Linked DNA regions of Zea mays: region 1 is linked to region 2. A link is a contact called in public Hi-C data. All regions are on one chromosome and are shown on one strand. Each heading gives the region's core, a stretch centred on a gene start, on an enhancer-like site or on the middle of the called end of the contact. The rest is flanking DNA. Distances are from core to core; before and after follow the strand shown.

The links. A called contact is a pair of places that touch in the nucleus more often than the background predicts.
Region 1: a contact with region 2 is called in a Hi-C map of tassel, with 2.3 times the contacts expected there. The contact joins the promoter of LOC100278355 here to the promoter of LOC100502215 in region 2. A contact is called at or near these places in 9 of 25 Hi-C or Micro-C datasets (bundle sheath, ear, endosperm and 3 more).

The regions. Positions count from the first base shown.
Region 1 is chr1:76,056,151-76,062,079 of Zm-B73-REFERENCE-NAM-5.0, forward strand. It overlaps LOC100278355, which reads left to right and starts at 4,153. Exons shown (of 18, transcript NM_001176187.2): 1 at 4,153-4,322; 2 at 4,448-4,552; 3 at 5,486-5,565; 4 at 5,670-5,754; 5 at 5,865-5,929. The coding sequence starts at 4,266.
Region 2 is chr1:75,819,883-75,826,068 of Zm-B73-REFERENCE-NAM-5.0, forward strand. It overlaps LOC100502215 (DUF1336 domain containing protein expressed), which reads right to left and starts at 4,641. Exons shown (of 9, transcript NM_001346931.1): 1 at 4,480-4,641; 2 at 2,923-3,291; 3 at 2,724-2,807; 4 at 2,055-2,628; 5 at 1,765-1,927; 6 at 1,562-1,690; 7 at 1,197-1,391; 8 at 986-1,108; 9 at 389-873. The coding sequence starts at 3,190. The coding sequence ends at 763. LOC103636617 reads left to right here. Exons shown (of 4, transcript XM_008658976.4): 4 at 1-249. It overlaps LOC100194113, which reads right to left. Exons shown (of 3, transcript NM_001139166.1): 3 at 6,132-6,186.

The DNA.
Region 1 (5,929 bases), core at 2,903-5,402, 240 kb after region 2:
AAAATTCTGATGATACGATGAATGAAAATTCTAACAATCCATTGTTAATTGTGTAGACATTCAATTTGGGATATATAAATACATGTAGAGAGAGACTTGAGTGCAAGTAACGCTGGTTTAGACCTATTTTGTCTTTGGATTGTGTTTGCCATTAGATTTTGTATACGACTACTCCATTATCTCTAGCCACACGCCTATTTTTATGTACTGATAACATCATGAACTAGCTAGAGATATAATTGGGTAAGATCATATATATTTTACGCAATTCTATACCATCGACGACTATTATATAAGCATCGTCCGACTATCTCTATTAACCTAACCTGATTTAAAATTGCAAGCTGCATATCATGTTTGTAGTTTTCTTGATGCTTATCACTTCGTGCTAGTGTTACTTGACAATTGCAATAAGTGGCGAAGTTAGAGCAGAATTGAGAGGGCACACTTGCCTTGTAGATACATGATTTTTTATGTGGTACATAAAGGGTGAAATTTTAATTAAAAATATATAGATTTGCATTTTTGGGTGCAACATGGCGTCACCCCTGATTGCAATAGATACAAAGTTGTAGTGGGAACTACTTACCGACCTTTGTACAACTGACTTCAACTATATACTAGCAAAATATGTGTGCATTACAATATACCATATTCTCCCTCCGCCCCAAAATATAGTTCATTCTAGATCTCTTTTTCATCTACACTCAAATTAATGATAATGAATGTAAGCATACATACAAAATATATTCATAAGTTAATTAATGAATGTATGTTTATCTAAAACGGATTATATTTTGGGGTGAAGGGCGTATTTTATTATATAAGTAGGTATGAATGTATCTCAACACCATATAACTATAAATTTATACAATAATTGTGTCATATATTCTAATACATCTTAGAACAATAATTTTATACCATGGCTAGACATGTTATTTAAAATGTTGGTTCTAATAAGATTTGGATTGACCTAGCTTTAGATTAGAAACATGAAGTTTAACTATATACCAGCAAAATATGATCATATATTACAACATAATGTACAATTGCATATCTAAATAACATGAGACTACCAAATTTGTACAATAATTGTGCCATATGTTGTACTCCCTCTTTCTTGAAATATAAGGTCTAGACGTATTTCAAAATTTAAATTTTGTTATCTTTGGTTGACAATTAGTCTAGTTATATAAAATGATTATAATATAAAAGTAATTTCTTTAGAGTTGTCTACTAGATACTTTTCAATGGCTAAACTTTTGTTTCTATATACTATATATTATAGAAGAAATTACAAGTCATGACATACTTTTTAAGGCTGTACTAAATTAAATTATGTCTTTTATTTTGAGACGGAGGGAGTAATACATCTTAGAGCGAGAACTTTGAGTTGTTCGGAATGTGACTTTAGGATTGAGCTATCTTTAGATTAGAAACATGGTCATTTATTAAATTTAGGACATATTTGAATACATATAGCTAGGTATTAGTTATGGCTACAAAGCTATGTTGACTAGCTAGTTAGCTAAAAACTACTTCAAAATTGATAAAACATATATTAGCTCTCCGGTTTTATATATTAAAATTAAAATTTAATTAGCTATTAATTGCCCCCCTATAAATAACTTGTGAACGTTAAACATGAGATATTAATGAAAGGGGAGCATGTTAGTTGTACATGAGCATTTGGTATACATGATGCATGTATTGAACCATAACCATCCATTCAGATCTAACGTCTTTTCCCATCCGGCCGTTCCTTTCCTCGCACATATAAGTGTGCATATGGTTGATGACTTTCTTTGCAAATATATATGGCAGAAAAGGGAGGTACGAGAGCACGTCAAATCTGAAATGGACGACTATAATTGGATATAGGTATCATGTATATAAAGATTAATATACACCTATATTCTATTGATAAAAGAAAGTGAGATGTGGTTAGAGGTGGTAATGAACTATAAATTTGATACTATAAAAATTAAGGAAATGATTGATTAAGATTGAACTCTATTTTATTTATTTTTAACCTAAAATTAAAACATCTAAATCATTATCTATTGCGTGCGACGGTATCTTACATTTAAGGTAGACCTTACTCAAATAGAATTAATGTTATCTGACTACGTGGGCACAACACTGGTGTACGAGCAACATGTCCAAATAAACCAGTCCTGATGAATGGCTTGTGGCCCGACAAGGTTTTTGTCGGCTCGACGACATAACTTGGCCCTTTTTTATTATTTCGTTGTTTTTTCTATAAAATCTCCATAGTATACTTGAATGTAGAGTATAAAACATAAAAACATATGTTCTAGTGGCTATGTGGATGTGAACGTGGGTTTAGAGCCAACAATTGTGCATAATTTTTCTTATTTTTACCATTTAAACCCCACATCCATATGAAAAAGCTGTAGATGTGTCCAAGAATTTATCCATATTGCCGGTACATGGCTACGGTGGTTTCTATATATCATGTGTGATTTTTCTAAATTATCTAATTATTAGTTCATATATTAATGATATCGATCTCTCTTAATTTTAATGCAATTATACAAGTGTAGCTGTGGTAGAGGGCGTTGGTTCGATCTCTACTCTCACTTAATATTTTTGTTGCATGCCTTGAATTTTGATGTAGACGCAAACACGCGTTGGGAGGCCTGAGATGCTCGTGCGGGAGCGCATTGACGCACGAAGAAACCGACAAAACTCATGTACTATATAATAGTAAAGATAATATTTTCTGTTAAAGGAGTAGCGGTCGTAGAATAGGCGACTAGCTAGGGCTTTTACACCGCGCGTGGGCAGGGACGGGCACGATATCGGGGAGAGGGCATGCGCGGTTGGATGGAGTGAGGCGATAGAACGGACGGATGCAGATGTGTGGACCACAGAACGATAGATTCATTCCAAAAGATGTAAGGGACTTTTTTTTAAAATGACACAGAACTACCGTTGAAACTGATGCTTTAATATAGTAGAGAAGAGATAAAGATTTGATGTAGACGCAAACAAGCGCGAGGAGGCCTAGGATGTTCGCGCGGGAGCACATTGATGCACGAAAAAATCGACGAAACTCCTGTATTATATAATAGTAAAGATAAATATTTTCTGTTAAAGGAGCAGCGGTCGCAGAACGAGCCGCTAGCTAGGGCAGTTACACCTAGGGCTGGACGAAAAACTCGTAGCTCGTTAACTCGCTCGACTCGACTCAATAGTGGCTCGACTCGACTCGACTCGTTTATAATTTGTAACGAGTTGAGCTTGTATTTTAACTCGTTACGATAACGAGCCAGCTCGAGCTAGCTCGCGAGCTGACTCGCGAGCCAAACGAGTTGGAGTAATTAGTCAAATTACAATAATCTCGGATCCAAAATAGTTAATCTTGTATTCTACTATAGTTAATCTTGTTCTTTGTTGAGTGTGAAATCTTAAGTTGCAAACTCTATTCTTTTTTTCTAAATAGATCTCCTTCTTTTCTTTTGCTACATGTTTTTATATCCGTTCGTAGACACTAGACATGGTATTATCGAGCTGGCTCGCGAGCTAAACGAGCCAGCTCGAGTTGGCAAACGAGTCGAGCCGAGTTGGATCTTCAGCTCGTTAACATAACGAGTCGAGCCGAGCCAACTCGTTATCTTAACGAGCCAACTCGAGTCGAGTCGAGCCGAGTCGAGCCAGCTCGATATCCACCCCTAGTTACACCACGCGTGGCTAGGGGCGGGCACGATATCGGGGTATATGGCATGCACGGTTGGATGGCGTGTGTTGATAGAACAGATGATGCAAATGTGTGGACGGCAGAACGACATGCTCATTTCAAAAGATGTAAGAGACTTTTTTTTAAAAATGATGCATAATCTGATGTTTTAATATAATAGAGATAAATACAGAGATAAAGAAGAGATATAGATAGAAAATAGATAACTTTTGAACGTCCGGTCGTTGAGAGGAAAAAGAGGGAATGCATCGAAGTTCGGTGAAATCACATCCACCTGACCTCATCCTAGACTAGACTAGTCGTCGACTCGTCGTCTCGGAATAGGGTAGGCGAGGCGACCCGAATCCGCGTGGGGACACGTTTGCGCGGCTGCAGCCGCGCAATAACTACTGGGCACCGGCGCACGAACGCCGCGTGCTCCCCGACCACCAGCTCCAATTCCCTCCCTCCAAAGCCCCCCCCCCCAATCCCTTCACACTGTTCTGCCCAACACCCAATTGAAGCCGTCCCAATCCCAACCCTACTCCCTTGCCTCCCCCTAATGACATCGCCTGGCGGCGTCTTCTCCGCCGCGCTCGTCGCCGAGGACTTCCCTTGGGTGCGTGGCTTGTGCTGGTCCAGCCCGATTCGTCCATTTATTTGTTGAGCCAGGAGAGGTATTGGCTTGACCGAATTCGCTGCTGCTGCTTCTGCTGAACTGCTATGGTGGTGGTTGCTGCGCAGGTGGACATGGAGGAGGAGATGGGGATGGCCCCGGACATGTACCGCGAGGTGTTCGACCTCGCGCAGCGCGGGACACGAGCCTTTCGCGACCGCCTCTTCGACGAGGTGATCGCTGAGCTCTCGCTCTTTCCCGAACTCTTTTTTGTGTTTGCGTGCAGTCGAGTTGCCAGTGTCTCAGTGTACCCGGGCCGGAAGTTCGTATATACCTCATGATCGCTATCTTTAATTGTTTATATGCTTCCAGTGTTGGGGGAAATGGGAATTGGCTTTGGAGTTGGACGGGGAGTCTGTGAGTCTAGTGTACCCTGGGTGACCTGAAATTCGGCTCGTCTTTTGCTTTTTGACTCCTTGAGATGGGGTGGAGTCCAATGTAATGTAAACAAACTAAGCTGAAGTGGCACAATGATGTTCAATTCATTCTTTGTCAATGCAAATTAATTTTCTGAAGAGCTTCTCCCGCATATGCAACGAACGCCTGGTACCAGCAATTGCAGCTTGCTGAAAGGAGAAAACTATACAAGTCATCAACTAGAGTCATTGCTTTCCCTGGTTCTGTCTCTCACAGTAGTAAAATATGCTTGACAGAGTTGCCGTATGCAGATAATTTGGAATATCGAGGATCTTTCACATACAGTTAGTGTGGCGTTAGGAGTCATCCCCTTCCCTCAGGAAAAAAAGACTGCCCTAACTATTTATGGTCCTAGAAGAGGAAAGCCCTAGATACCTGTGGGTAGCATACAAGGTTTTATGGTCCTAGTGATTCCTGAATCTCACCTAAAGGAAAGCCCAAACTAATTAAAACGATCTCTCGGCAATGGTGGAATGCTCCTGTTTGGGCCCACTTATGCAGGAAGCATCTCCTATTAATTACATATATATATATATATATATATATATATATATATATATATTGACAGTAATTTTATCATTTTGTGTTTTCTTTTAATTATCTGCTGTTAGTTGTTCAGTGTTCTTCACGTGCACAAATATATTTTGCTGGCCTTAGTGCGAATGCTACTTATCATGATCCTGTTTCAGGCAATATCCTGTTACACTAAAGCTCAAAATTTGAGACCAGATCCAATTATCCTTGGCAATCGAAGTTTGACTTTCTGCCGGTGAGTTTCCTGGCAATGTTTTTTTGCATAACTTAGCTGTACGGATCTCTTCAATACTTATGTTTGCTTTGGATTCACAACATGGTGTGTTACCATTATGACAGGTTAAGTCAACTGTTGAGGGAGAGATCAGCAGCTGACTCTGAATATCAGCCCTTGAATGGCCTTGATCCTACAACTCATGCAGAGGTATAGTCCTTTACACAGTTGTTGGATTCCAATGTTAATTAAGTGAACTCGCAGCACATGAGGCTTCCTTTCCTTATAAGAAAAAACTTTGTTTTGATTCGTTATTACAGTTAGCTCTGAAGGATGCAGAGAAGATATTATCTATCAACAGTAATTCTCCTAGACCATATATTCT
Region 2 (6,186 bases), core at 3,391-5,890:
CCTTCCAAAAGCCAGCGCACCCTGCTGGCTGCGTGGCGTATATTATGTTGTCATTAAGGCCATTGGTTGTAAATGCCAACAGTCGTTCCCCTGGAGAACTATAGTAGATGACAACTTTCACCTGCCCAAGTGTATATACTCGATTAAAAACCTGTAAATGAGACATGGTTTGTAGATACACGGCTTCCTTCCTGTTCTTCGTAAATGTTATTTCTACAGGATATATAAAGGTACAGTTGCTGATGATAATCTGTGTCTCGTCGAGGTATGTATGGCTACTGATTTGTCTGGATCCTTTATTTTGTTTCGCTTTTCCGGAAACAGGTTACCTTTGCTTTTAATACCGGAATGTCCGGAACAAAAGCTTACAACAGGCGCACCCGCCGCAATTTCTGTCAAAATCCTATTATGGATGTACATGTCCGTCTGATGCATGGGCATTTGAATATTGTCAGGTTCAATGTCTTTCTGCATCTGGAAGCAGGCATATTGCAACCAGCAAGTGGAGTGTGCAAAAAGGTTAGGAACATGACCAACACCCGCAGGGTTGTATCGTCTTGTATATAATATACATTATTATATTATAGTTACAGGGAAGACAAGAAAAAGCCCGTGCTTAAAAGTAGGCAGATCGGCGAACATATTAGGCAGAAACCAAGGCGTGGAGTCATCAGTTGTTGTGTCGCCTCTGAATCCCATGGATCTAGCCTTGCAGCAGTTAATAATAGCTCGCACGTGTGATGACCATTTTGATCAAATGCGTCAGTTGTCATCAACGGTGACTATTGTTGGAACTTCTTGGTCAGTGAAATCGATCTTGTTCAGCCTGACGCAGCAGAGGACCTGCTCAGGGAGCTCCGACTGCTTCTGGGCCTGCAAGATCACAGCGTTCAACTGGAATTTAGACAAACAAGGAGAAGCTGAAGAAGACTGTGATAGATAGCTTCTGCTTCTTCTCTGTTGAAGGATCTGAATGGAATCTGACCTGGATCGTTAACCCCAGATCGAGGATGCCGTTCTTGAGGCGTGCCCTGAACGAGTCCAGCCCCTTCCTAGCAATGTAGCTGAACCGGTGGATGTCAAGGTCCACCTCAAGGTAGTCCTCTCCCTGGCGATGCAAAGATGGCAGATGCGAAGGTAGGTAGGTGGTTTATCTGAAGCATCGATACGAATAAGGAACGACGTGGTTCGGGTACCTCGTAGAAGCTGTGCTGGGGCCGCGAGAGGACTGGCTTCTCGTTGTACGCCTGGACGAGCTTTCTCTCCGTAGAGCCCAGCTGGAGGTCGTCCGGGTTGACCAGGCCGGCCATGATCTTCAGCCGATCTCTGTAGCTCACAGTGGATTCTGACGTGAACCCTTTCACCTTCTCGGTTTCGTCCTCGAAAAACCTCTGTTGTCGTCAGGAAAGAGTCTGTTATTAGTTTCTAAAAGATTTCTATTTTTCCATGGAAAGAAATCCTTTGGAAATGGGAAATTGAGGTTCCTAAACTAGCCCTTAGACTTAAACCACAGGAAGTGCAAGTATTAAAGATGGCGGATTGATTGAAAAAAACGGCTAACCATCATAGACTCCTTGAAATGTTCGGAAACCTCCTTGTCGTAGCATTCGGACACCCTGAAGTACAGGACCAGGCTCAAGCCTTCCCCGTCGCTGTCGCCGAGGAACATAGCAGCGGGGTAGGTAGGCATCTGCGATTGAAAAGCTTGTCACATGAGAAAAATAAAAAGAAAGTAGCCAGCTATGGTCTTCTTGGGCAATATACCTGGATGTTCACGATGAGGAGCGACGGGATCTTGGGGTGCGTCTTGATCTGCGGAAGGTCCAGGTGCTGGGCGATGTGATGGACCTTCTTGGGGCAGGCAAACAGGTCAACGCCTATCGGATAGTAGGCAGCGTAGTTTGGAGCCGCGCATTTCTTCTTGTCTCTGGGAGAGAAAAACAAAAACAAAAACGAGACCAGAGGTTCGGTTCGTACAGCTCATGCATGCTTTACCAGAAGAAGAAAAAAAAACAAATATACTTGTGAATATATATATTTTTTCTTGGCGGTACTTTAGGAAGGTGTCGCTCCTGAGCTTGAAGAGGGACGGGTCCATCCGCGACCAGCATCCCGTCGCCGGCCTCTCTCCTCCGCACGGGACTGTCTGCCCTACCTTCGGACGAACAACGTACTTCTTAGATCTACCGCATTCGCCGCCTCCGCCGCCGCCGCCGTCCTCGTAGTCGTCCCCGCCGCACGACGACGTCGTCTTGTACGAGAGGCGAATGACGGTGGACTTCTTCTTCGCGGGGCTGCCGCCCGTCAGCTGCTGCACCCTCTCGTTGAAGCTGATGGACTGCAGCAGCTTGCGCAGGCGGGACGGCGTGGAGGTCTCCTTGCCGCCACCGCCGTCGCCGTCGTCGTCGTCGTCGTCTGCGGCGTCGCTCTTGTCCTTGATGAGGACCGCCTTGAGGCCGAAGGAGGACGGCATGCTCTGCTGGCTCCGACGTCCGTCGCCTTTCAGCGCAAGGATGTCGGGTAAAGGCACGCCGCGGCATATGTCTCCGATGCGAGAGAGCGCGTCGGCGAAGCTGGACACGCTCGCGTATTGCTGCTTCTCCGCCTGCTCTTCGTCTTCGTCGCTGTCTGCAGGAGGGGGAGGGGTAGCACAGTCACAGTGTGGCCATTCCTGGTTCATACTAGGCATTAGATGTTTCTAGCTCTAGCACTACTCTTGTTACCTCCATCGACGCTCTTGAATTCGTCGTCAGAATCATCTTCGAGGATGCTGACAGAATCGAACCAGGCGTCTTCGTTGCTGCACCCTACAACGGTATGAGGAACTCTGGTTGATCTGTCGCCTTCTCGCTCATCAGCTTAAATTAAACTCTCTCTCTCTCTCTCTCTCTCTCTCTCTCTCTCTCTCTCTCTCTCTCTTACCTTTAGAGTCCCTCTGGCTGTGGTGCCATTCCATCTGCGTGAGGTGGAACGTCTTGGAGTGCTCCGACTTGCCCCGGTTGGCCGTCTCCACGTGCACGATCTCGCTCATGGAGAAGCCGGTCATGCGGCCTCTGCTGGCATCGCCCAGCTGCTGCGACTGGGGCGCCTCCGGCATGATGGACCGGCGGCTGTGGACTCGCCGCCCCCTGGTGTAGTACCTCGCCGGCCTCCTGTGATCAAGCGCGGACTTGGAGGTACAGGAACCCATGGCGGACACCTGTGTGCGGCTGCTGTTTCTGCTACTTTTTCAGCGATTCACCTCCAGATCGCCCTAACACGGTGTGGAGTTACAAATGAAAACCTAACGACCTGCAATCACAATAAGCAGACACAAGTGAGGGCGATGTATGTACCAAGAAATCTGGATAAGCTGCACAATGGATTGGAGACTTACCAGGTTGAATCCAAGAAAGAAAAAAAAAGCAGACCTACAGAGGAGGAGAGGCAGTGGCGTTGGACGGACGGAAGAACATGCAGATTGTTCTGCTATATATAGTGTTCATTATAGGCTCGTGATTGGGGGCCGGGTGTGCTAGTTTATGGAGTGTATGTGCTCGTCGTCGGACGTCGGTAGGCTGGCATTGTGCATTGCAGTTTGCAGGAACTGTTCTAAATCACACCAAATGTTCCTGGAGAGATAATTAGGCCGCTCTGAACTTCAGGGAAGGTTCTTGTTCATTATATGCATAACGAAGAAAGATCTTGCTGATATGGTTAAGCAGGTTGTCTTGTGCTGTCGGTAGAGGGGGGATATTGTGCAATGAGTGGATACCGTGTTTAATCTGCAGGTGTATCTGCAAATTTTTTTATGGAAAGATTTAGGGTAAAAAAAAGGAGATATTCGAGAATCATCAATCTGACAGCCAGCAATGAGCTGGAAAGAATCGATATGTTAACAGATGAATTATAGGTTTGCCAAATCAATTAGGAAATACTACCTCCATCCTTTTTTTTATATAATGACATGAACACTAGTAGTCCTCTGTAGAAACGAGTACGAAACAGAGTGGTTGTTAGACCTGTTGCTGCCGATCTGCGAACGTGTGCTTGCTCTTAACGTCCACAGATCTTCGTCTGATTATTATGGTTACGTGCACATGCGGCGCATATGATGTTTTTGTCTCTAATTAGGGGTATGTTTGGGAGGACTCCCGGCCGCTCTGGCTCTTGAGGAGCCGGAGCAAAAAAAAATGTTTTTAGTGGCTTCTCCTGTCACTTCCTTTATCTTATGTCAAGATGAGCAGTTTTGTCTGATGATTTATTAAAAAAAAATATAGCTTATAGATGAGCTGTTCTTAAAGAGAAACCAGAGTCTGAGTCATTTTTAGAGGATCTGGAAAAAAAAATAGCCATTGTCTCTATCTACCCCCTCCATGCAGCAGAATCAAATGTAATTTTGTAAACACCACCAACAAACAAGCCGATCGATGCAGCGAACGAAAGAATCAGGGGAGGGGGACAAAAAAGGCGAAGCAAATGGAGAGACGGGATCACAACCTCTGAACGCTGGGAGCAACGGCGACGTGCGTGCGCGCGTGCATCTGCCGCGCCATTATTGACGAGGGGCAATGCAATGGCCACGCCTCTCCCTTCCGCACGGCCGGCCGTCGTTGAGGCGGTCCGGGGTGGGGGAGGACGTACGCTAGCGGGAGGAGAAGCGCGCACGGACCGAATAATCGGAGCGGCCGGCCAGTCAGATAACGGGGGCCATGCATGCATATGCCCACCGCCACCGCCGCTTGTGCTAGAATTATTAGCAACGCCTATGTATAGTAATAGTATAGCACTCTTCTCCCACCTTGCATTATTATTGGGAACGAGGAAGGTGTACGTGTGTGTGTGCGCCCTCCAAATTTCTTCATCACCTTGTTTAGTCCCTCCCTCGGTGCATGCATGTATACAAGCAAGTTGGAAACATGCTCTGTTTGAGGAGAATATTTAAACAAATTTTTTCTTTTTGAAAAAGTTTGGGACGCTGCACTAAAACCTTGTTTAAAAAAACAAAGACAATAAGCAGAATCTTATGCTTTTCATCAGCTTCTCATATAGACTGTTTTTTTTTCCAACAACCAGAAGCTGTGTCAAATAGGGTCTAACTACGGGGTCAAATTTGTTGTGCAATCAAGTTTAGACTATCTGCACGGGCCGTTAGCACAGAGATAGCCTTACCATGCGTTCATCGTGTAGTCAAACTACCAAATATCATTGTGTTGGAACTCGCAAACTCAGTCTGGCAAGCTCAAAAGCTCAAACGATGGGAGAGTGACAACTGGTTTCATGCTAGTATATGTGGTTTACTTTCGCAACCGTGTTTTTTCTCCGTCCCTCGCAATGATACAGTGCAGGGGTATTTATAAGTAACCGAGAGACTGTCCGGCCTTGTCAAAGACAATTAGACCCTCAGTTACCTAGTTTATCCTCGGAATATTCTCTTTGAGGGATTATGACGGGTCATTACAATGTATTTAATTACAGACGTGGGCCAACCCTTTACTAACCCTGTCGGCACGGTGGCCTAAAGGCAGGACCCTGCAGTATGGGCCGGACTATACACGGATCCCCTTTTACAATGAGGAAGATCACAACATATGGTCGTCTTCGAAGTCTTGATGTCCGAGCTCCGAAGTCTTTAATGGTCTTCACTCCGGTTCGCCACGACAAAAATAGTGCTGGAGCCTTCGCGTGGGCGTCGACCTTGGGCACTTTGCTTGTGCGGCTCGACCTTCGGTCTTTAACATGCTGGTGTGGGATGTTCGTTCGAGGAGGGCGTGTTCACCTTCGTCCCAACACATAAATTTTTTTTATTGTGCTCTATTATACACTCTACTAAAATATCAAATTTTAAGTTCTAATCGAGTTACTGGCCTACCCGGAGGACTTCATGCCTGACGAATCCATACATAACGAATACATTCTGAGCACATATTGCATTTGAATTCTAGACTACGTGATCCGTTACTGGCCCTTCTCTTCAATCCAGTATTGCACACAACAATCTAAGCATGACAGAAGTATGCACACCACCCCCCTTAAAAAAGGGCTTGGACTTGGTTCTGGTGCAGCCACATTATATACATACTCCAAAGCCCCAAATGGAGTACATAGTCTATCTTCATCAACAGATACCATCACACAAACACATACTGGTGGCACTAATTTCTGTTATATTTGACAAGGAAATACCAAGAAATTGCAAAATCAACC